3 separate regions of the Mus musculus genome follow, and all the other regions are linked to region 1. A link is a contact called in public Hi-C and HiChIP or PLAC-seq data. All regions are on one chromosome and are shown on one strand. The core of a region is the stretch at or near the end of the contact, and the rest is flanking DNA. Distances in the headings are between cores, read along the strand shown. Region 1 holds the start of Fsip1 (fibrous sheath-interacting protein 1). Region 2 overlaps Gm13986 (predicted gene 13986). Region 3 overlaps Eif2ak4 (eukaryotic translation initiation factor 2 alpha kinase 4).

Region 1 (2,676 bases), core at 86-2,585:
CTTAGCTCTGCTTTCTACTTTCAGATCAAGATGTGGGCTCTCAGCTGTTTCTGCTTCCGTGCCTTTGCTCCGCCATGATGGACTCTAAGCCTCTGAAGCTGTAAGTCAATTGAAGGCGTTCTTTTATAAGACTCTGGACTAGGAAAGCAGTTGGATGCTGATGAAGAGCTTAAAGAGCATCCTGGTGGGAGGTTAGAAGGCAATAATGCTGAGAGCAAGGCAGACTGCAGAGGCCTACGGACCTCAGGCCATTTCAGGGGAAAACAATACTAGCACCTGGGCGACAGAAGGACAGAACATTCCTGTATTTGGCAAAGAAAGTGGCTGCTTTCTGCCCTTGCCTTAAACATTTGCCTGAGGCAAAACTGAAAAACCATGGATTAGTTTCCTTGGCAGAGAAGATTTCAAGACATGGCTCTCTGACTCTGTTGCATGGTTATTAGTAATCATATCCCGGTCTTATGGAGGTCTACAATAAAAAGGGAAACTGGGACAAAAAGAAATTTTTGTTTTATACATTTCCTCATTTAATGAAACACAGTGCACCAAAAGAATCAAAATTAAAATACCAGTTACTTTATGCTATTCAGTGAAGTAGAGATGTGACCAGATTCTAATGGTAACAAATAACTGCTCATACACGCCAACGTTTTATTACATTTTTTGATCAGCTCGTGTAGATAGTACACGTCCGGTGTGATGAGGCAAAACTGGTTGTGTCTCCAGATTGTTTGCTCCCTGTCTTATTGTCTGAAAGGCCTATTCATAGTCCCCAGGCTGGTGGATGCCCAAAGGTATCTACCTATACGTTTGGTTTACATTTCTTCCATTGGGAAAGCTAAGTCCCAGATCAATGTTTACAAACCCTCTCTCTAGTCTCATTTTTCCTGTGCCACTTTTAAGGACTATGCTACTGACTAGTGCTCCAGACCTCAGTGGGAAGAAGGCTCGTAAGGATGCACTAATGCAGAAAGAGTTTTCAGCAGAGATCACGCCTCTGCCCGGGCAGTAGCTTCTGAGACTCCCAGACATAGCCACGCCCCTGTGGCCACCCCATGCTGGCCTGGGCGAACAGGCCACACCCACAGCCCTCGGGGACAGAGTCCGCCCTCTCACCCTCCTCTGGCACATCAGGCCACACCTCCACCTCGCCCTCTGCCGTGGCCAGCGGCTACCAACCTCTGCCCGTGGTGCGTGCGGCCCCTCAACTTCTCGGTGGGGAAGAAAGCTGGACGCCTAGACACTGACTCTCTCCACTTCCCTTCGAAGGGGACCGGTTTTTCCCGCCACCGCCTCCTCTGTGAAGATGAAAGAGGCAGCAGGAGACCGCTGTCTCAAAGAACGCTGTTGCCCTGGCAACTAGAAGCGCGCAGATCACAGTCTCGCGATAGGTTTAAAGGTCCCGTACCTTCAAGAATTGGGTATTGAAGCCGGGCGTGGTGGCGCACGCCTTTAATCCCAGCACTTGGGAGGCAGAGGCAGGCGGATTTCTGAGTTCGAGGCCAGCCTGGTATACAGAGTGAGTTCCAGGACAGCTAAGGCTACACAGAGAAACCCTGTCTCGAAAAAAGCAAAAAAAAAAAAAAAAGAATTGGGTATTGGGGACCGGAAGTTACAAGAAGACTGCTGTCCTGGTTGGGATTGGAGGGGGTGTGACTGTGGCCCTCCTATAACCTTCTTTTCAGTGAATGTTCTGGGTGGGAATGGTTTGTTCATATTCAGGTTGGCCTCTGGAACGAGGATCTCCATGTTTACATAGCTCTCACCGGCTACTAGAATGTTCTACCGACCAGGTGTCCTCTCAGATCAGTTACTTCCCATATCACTATCCTCTCTTCCTTGCAAGACTGATGTGCAACTCAAACAGATCTCGTATGTGAAGGTCTTGTAAAATTTGGAGAGCTGTGTGAGTGTGTGTGTGTGTGTAATACATGTGTATATAATAGCAGTGTGCATAAAGTATAATGTATAATACAGTGTATATATACATATGCGTATATATACATATACGTCCTGTAAAGACTGGGCTGTAGTAGAATAAGAAGGATTATGATGGCAGTATATACCTCCACAGCTACCAATCATTTCTCTGTGTACAGTGCATTAGGGCTCATTGCCTGGATCACCAAACTGATGCTCTTTCTTCATTCTCAGTACCGCGCAACCTCTGCTGCGTTTCAGTCTGAATTGCCCTTGGTTGTTTACAAGGTATTTTCATACTCAGAGCCCCTTTATCCTCATGCTTTGGGGTAAATACAGTGTTTCTCTGGTCTTTTTTCATCAGAGCAAATAAGTATGACTTGAGTTGCCCAAAGATCACAGCTACAAGTTAAGATGGTGCTGAGGGCAAAACCCTGGCTGTGAATACCATCTGGGTGCTATTGATCCTTTGTTTCGGACTCCAGGTCAAATGACTCCCTTGAACCTCATAAGGCATGAGAACCCTCGCAAACTAAGCAGATCAAAATCAAGCCACTTTTCTATAGTCCCCTCTCCCCACTGCAGCCCTTCCTATACCGTCTTCCCCACACCATTCTCCCAGGCTCAGCTCAGCACCTTTGGTACCATCCTCAAGTCGGACATGCTACCAGACCTGCATTCAAGTGTATCTGAATCCAAGTGTTCCTCATATCTGCAAGGTTCCCACCCTCAATTAGATGTTTGTGATACTCTACT
Region 2 (2,676 bases), core at 64-2,563, 230 kb before region 1:
TGTGTAGACATCCAGTGCTGTCATCTACAGAATGGGATTGACAACAGAAGCAGATTCACCATGCCCAGTCTATGATCTTTTCCTGGCACTTGGTGTCTTTGGTCATTTAAAAATAGTGGAGGTCCCTTTTTTGCATGACCGCATGGAACCAGAAAATGAATGTGCAAGCTTACCATGCAGAGAGACCTGAATAACCCATTGGAGAAAGTACAATGATTCCGTTGCATTGAAACACTCAAAATTCTCTAACCATTGGTTTTAAATGTGTAGGTCATTGAAAAAACTAATTCAGACCAATATTTGTTTAGTCCTCTGTCACTTAAAACTTAAAAACATTGAAAATTAAAATATTTCCTTTCTTTGCAAAAACTCAAGAGCATCTTCAGCTGGGCTCCCTTTGTCCTGTACTGTAAATATGAAGTGAGCTTTGACAAATCGTCATTCTGAGTTTGAGTCAGCTTCTAGCATCTATTCTTTGTACTCTCATTGTTGTGAAATATCTCAGAGTTCCTTTAACATCAAGGCTTGTGTGTGTGTGTGTGTGTGTGTGTGTGTGTGTGTGTGTGTGTGTGCTGGTGTCACTTCCCCTGGACTCTGTCAGCATCTCCGTCATGCCCATTTCCCTCTCTTTACATGGTGAGTCCATTTTCACCGAGTTCCCAGCTGACCTTCTGGGATGTCTCAAAGTGCAGGGTGTGACTCCCATTCGGGTCAGTAGCAGTAAATCATTTATCTCAAACCTAAAATTCTCTTTTCTTTTTCCAGTAAGTAAAAGGCCGCTTCTCCACACAGGGCTGTAACTAATAGAAAGGACTAAAGGGAGTAGCCAGAGGGAGTAGCCAGAGGTCCAGTCTGGTGTTCTAGCCTTTTACCCAAGAGTGCTAGAAACTCATTATGGATGCTAGACAGTATCTTGTATGTAGTGGCCATGGAGAGTGGAGGAGAAGCCTTGGAGATGGAGTAGTTAAAAGCTATTTATCATTTATACTTTATGCTGGCAGACACTAGCTTTGGCATCTGCAGAACTCTTAATCCATAATGGATAACACATGGAGCTCAAGCATTATGAAAAAGCATACCATTCTCGTGCTTTAGTGTATAGATCTGAGGAAAATACCTTTTCAGTGAAATTGAACCAAACATCTGTCTGGCTCCCAGTTGAAGAGCACAGAATGTACTTTACAAACTAATCAAACTTCATAACCTTGCTGTGACCTTGTCATTTCCTAACAGCATGTCCCTCCCAGAGCAGTCACTTATTGGAAACTCATCTGTGACTGTTCTCTATACTGCTTAGAATAGAATAGAAGTATCACAAAATACATTTGACTCAGAGCATGAGACAGCATGAAACACATGTACACATTACACATTATGCCTTTCTCAAACACTCACATGTACAAATCTGGAACAAGAGGAAGAGAAGATTTGGCTCATTGGTCGAGTTGCATTTGATTAAATGAACTCTTTTATCCTCATGTTCTTAGAAACACATAACAGATTTCATCTGATGAAAGAAATTATAATTTTACAGAGAACAAAAGTGATCTAGTGGCACAATGGGACAAAGACAAAACTATAATGTAAAATCTGTAAAAGAGACCATAAAAGCTACACTAGCTTCTTTGGGGCTGTGCTGTCCTCAGATAGTCACCTCATCAGACTATATGGTACATGTGCATACCTTTGCACGTGTGTGGAGATATAGAGATGCTCCCATAGAGACTGTAGAGTCAGCCAGAGTGTGGAGATGGTGGTGCGTTTGTTTCAGTGAGAGGAAGTCACCAAGAAGAACAGTGAGGCAGTGGTGGGGGCAGGAGCACAGTAATTTGTTTCGAGTGTCCTCCACTATGATTAAAAAAAAAAAAAAAGGTCTGGTTAGACCTCAGTGAGACCAAGAAATTGCCAATGTCAATTCCTATCAACAGATCACAGGAATACAGGCAGATGCTCAAATGCCCAAAAAGGTGACCTGGATGACAAAAATGTGGACCCTGTAGCAGTTTCTCAGGAGATACTGTGAATCTGAAAGAGTGGCCGCCACATGCATCACAGCCTATGCCTGAGGGTCAGAGGGAATGTATTTAAAAACAAGCAGATTCTCATGGAACATAGCCACAAGCTGAAAGCAGACAAGAACCACAAGAAGCTCATGGTTAACCAGGCTGGGGCTCACAGGTCTAAAACCAAAGAAGCACAGATGGGCCCGGAGGAGCACCCACCTCCAGGCAAAGGAGAAGGAGATCATCAAGCCTCTGTCCAAGGAGGAAGAGACAAAGAAATAAAACTTCCTTCATGTCTGTATTCAATGGCCTGGTGTGGCCTCACGTGGATCAGTCATTAAAACAAAACAAGCCTTTGTCTGTTGCCATCTTTTTAGAGAGATATGGAGGGAGGAGGGGATGGGGAGAGGGAGAGGGAGAAGGGGATGGGGAGAGGGAGAGGAGAAGGAGAGAGGGAGAGAGAGGGGGGAGGGGGGACAGGGAGAGAAGAGAGAAAGGGGAGAGAGAGGAGGAGAGAGAGAATAGATTCTAGGTTTGAGGGTATATAGATAAGGAGTCCTGTGTCCCTAGAGTTTGAATGTACAGTTCCATTAAAGGCCCAATTTTTGTTTTAGAAACATCACCCTAGAGCAATAGAGCATGCATTTGGAGCTATTTTGATGGTGGTGATTGC
Region 3 (2,676 bases), core at 116-2,615, 160 kb after region 1:
CCTTCCATGTTCCAGGGATCAAACTCAGGTCGTCTTGCTTTTAAGACAGCACTTTTAGCGGCTGAGCCTTCTTGCCTGACCAGGATCTGAATTTTAATTTCAGTGTAAATAGGAGTGGTTGGTGCATACCACTCTGAATGGAGTTTATGGCATTCATATGTAAAAGGGAGCAATGAGAGTGGGCAGGAATTCATTTTCCCATTAGCACCTTCAACTCCATCCCCCATAGAGACTGGACTCAATGGGCTAATAATTAGGAGGGGTGAGAATTTCCTGTGTCAAACTGTAAGTTAAAGGAAAAAACATTGTCCACATTTATTTTTCAGGCGAGAACGTCAGTATTCTGTGTGTAGTGGTGAACCCTCTCCTGGCTCGTGTGACATCCTCCATTTCTCTGTGGGTAGCCCTGATCAGCTCATGGTGCACAAAGGGAGATGTGTTGGTGAGTAAACTAGCCAAGGCCATTAAGTTGGTTTAGTGACAAACGTTAACCCTGATGTACCAGAATGGACTACAGGTTGACATCTCAGCCAACACAGTGTGAAGAGGACCCTCATCCTAGCAGGAAGCTGTAATTCTGGGCCCTAGGGTGAAAAGCTACTCAGCTCCTGTAATGTAATATGGAAATACAACTGTGCTCTTGGAAATATATTAGCGGACAGATAGTTCTAAGTATTGCGTCATGTGCATCTGGTTACTGAGAAAGTGTGTATAAACAAAATGAGCCCTGATACTTGTGATCTTTGATAACCAAATCTCTGCTTTTTCCTTCCTGGTACTTACTAGGGATTGAACCAAGATCCTTGTGCATACCAAGCAAGTACTGAACCACTGAGTCCTATCCCAGCCCCCAAATCTCCTTAAGTTACCTACTGTCCGTCTGCTTGGCGTTATCCTACAAGGCACATTGTGCCTGGCCGGAAAAAACACCTTATTTTCTCTACATCTTAATTTGGCAGTTGTCTCTGGTGGCTCCTTGAAATGAACCGTTCTCTGCAATTTGGGATTTTAATTATTTATTGAAAAATCTAGTTTTCTAAATTGACTTTCTTAGCCATCTAGATGAGCTGCTAGGGCTTGCTGCTATGTAGTGAATTGAACAGTTAACTTCTATTTTCAATCCTATAATTGCCAGAATTAATGGATAGTATATCGGAGGTCAAGCTCACTTGCTTTCAGCTTTTTTCCTCCTTTTTTAAGGTGGTACAAATAAACCAGAGAGCAGCTAAGGAGAGGGCAGCAGATAAAAGGGGCAGAAAGCAAACATCTGAAGAGCCTCTGGTCTGGACACTCAACCTGGGACTGTGTCTAGCGGCCTAGACAGACTAGGATTCACAGACAAAGGGCTGACATAGGCCCCAGCAGAGGTGGTTGGCCTTGGACTTGAGATTGTCCTTGATTCAGACATTCCGAATTTGTGAGCTGGCAACATGAAACTCCCGCTTCAATAACCTGGGAAATCAGAAAGACAGTACCTCAGGCTTAGTCTCACTGTGTGCTTATCAGTTAGATGCACCTTTTTAACTAAATTATTTATTTTCTCATTGGAAAATAAAATTTCCAATTGGTCTGGCGTTGGAAATAGACCCTAATTTCTATGAAGTATCTGGGTTTTTTTTAAACTATTAACTAATTAATTTTTTAATATCCAATAAGACATTTCCATTTTGAGAAGCAATATATAATGTTTGTTTTTCAGTTGAAAGTTGTAGTTTAGAGACTAGAGGATGTTTCTGGCTGTAGGTGAGGTGCTGACAGCTGTCTGGATAAGTAACTGTTGCTGGCTCAGCACAGCTTCAGTCTGTGTCCTGTTCACACTTCTTCAGCCTCAGCATACTTGCTCTCTGGGTTGCCTCCACCAAGAAAAGGGTGATATGAAGGTAGCAAAATGAATTTATAATGTAAAAGCCCCAGCAATTATAAAATGTCAAGCTGTTTGCACACAGTGCCGTCGAGGTAGCTTAGTGGATAGGGGCACTCACCTAGCAACCTGAGTGACACCCAGAAGCTCCATGGTAGAAGGACAGGATCAACTCTCAAAAGTGGTCTTGTGACCCACACACAGATGCTGTGGCATACACCCGTAGGTGCACACACATATTACATGAATGTTTCATGTAAGTATAAGTGTTATACATACATGAATGAATGCCAGTGCACTGGGATCACACATATGCAGTGAGACTTCATGTGAGCCATGTTCTTCTTCGTCCATCCCATAAATTCTTGGTGTCACCATCTCCAGTGAGCTACTCAACACATGATCCTAAAGTTGCTTCCCTTAGCTGACAAGTTTTCAAACGTAAGGTCTTAACCGCTTAGGCTAAGACTTTTATAAGTCATTATGACTAGCAGATAACTAGGTTGTTTTCATTAAAATCTCTAAATTGCCAGCATTTCCCTGAAGTAAAAACTGCCTGACAAATGCAATGTCTAGGTGAGCAAATTCAGCCATAATTCTCCAAAGTACTTTTGCTAAAACTGTCTTATATATGCAGGTTATTTTTGTTCTGATTTTTCAAATGGAAAATGTAATTATCAACAGCTCTTAAATTATTTGTCTCATTAGGAAAGTGAAGCAATATCATGAAAAACTAGACTTTTTGTACTAAAAGGGTACAGCTGCGGAGATAGCTCAGTGCTTGTGAGAAGGCGTGACTCCAACCCCAGAACCCA

The links. A called contact is a pair of places that touch in the nucleus more often than the background predicts. HiChIP or PLAC-seq counts read pairs in DNA pulled down with a chosen protein or histone mark.
Region 2: a Hi-C map of bone marrow-derived macrophages shows a contact between it and region 1, with 2.5 times the contacts expected there. The contact joins the enhancer-like site here to the promoter of Fsip1 in region 1. A contact is called at or near these places in 2 of 484 Hi-C or Micro-C datasets (bone marrow-derived macrophages and uterus).
Region 3: a contact with region 1 is called in an H3K27ac HiChIP or PLAC-seq map of large pre-B cells, with 4 times the contacts expected there. The contact joins the enhancer-like site here to the promoter of Fsip1 in region 1. A contact is called at or near these places in 2 of 39 promoter capture datasets (embryonic stem cells and hippocampal neurons), 1 of 15 datasets of contacts at CTCF or cohesin (embryonic stem cells), 126 of 484 Hi-C or Micro-C datasets (the 3T3-L1 cell line, 3T3-L1-derived adipocytes, the 4T1 cell line and 66 more), 16 of 115 datasets of contacts at active chromatin or transcription factors (the 230-238 cell line, astrocytes, bone marrow-derived dendritic cells and 7 more) and 4 of 9 other capture datasets (adipose tissue, embryonic stem cells, liver and 1 more).

What each region holds. Positions count from the first base shown.
Region 1 is chr2:118,255,621-118,258,296 of GRCm38.p6, forward strand. Fsip1 (fibrous sheath-interacting protein 1) reads right to left here and starts at 1,336. Exons shown (of 12, transcript NM_001374672.1): 1 at 1,180-1,336.
Region 2 is chr2:118,025,463-118,028,138 of GRCm38.p6, forward strand. Gm13986 (predicted gene 13986) reads right to left here. Exons shown (of 10, transcript NR_126479.1): 8 at 1,685-1,848. Among named protein-coding and RNA genes, the nearest start is that of Gm25308, 51 kb to the right of the region's middle. Within about 2 kb of position 1,314, at least 14 of the 459 cell types and tissues checked have an H3K27ac peak or open chromatin away from gene starts, as enhancers often do. A contact at or near this core is called in bone marrow-derived macrophages, where this site is marked.
Region 3 is chr2:118,416,901-118,419,576 of GRCm38.p6, forward strand. It overlaps Eif2ak4 (eukaryotic translation initiation factor 2 alpha kinase 4), which reads left to right. Exons shown (of 39, transcript NM_013719.3): 7 at 327-442. Among named protein-coding and RNA genes, the nearest start is that of Eif2ak4, 30 kb to the left of the region's middle. Within about 2 kb of position 1,366, at least 4 of the 459 cell types and tissues checked have an H3K27ac peak or open chromatin away from gene starts, as enhancers often do. A contact at or near this core is called in Sertoli cells and granulosa cells, where this site is marked.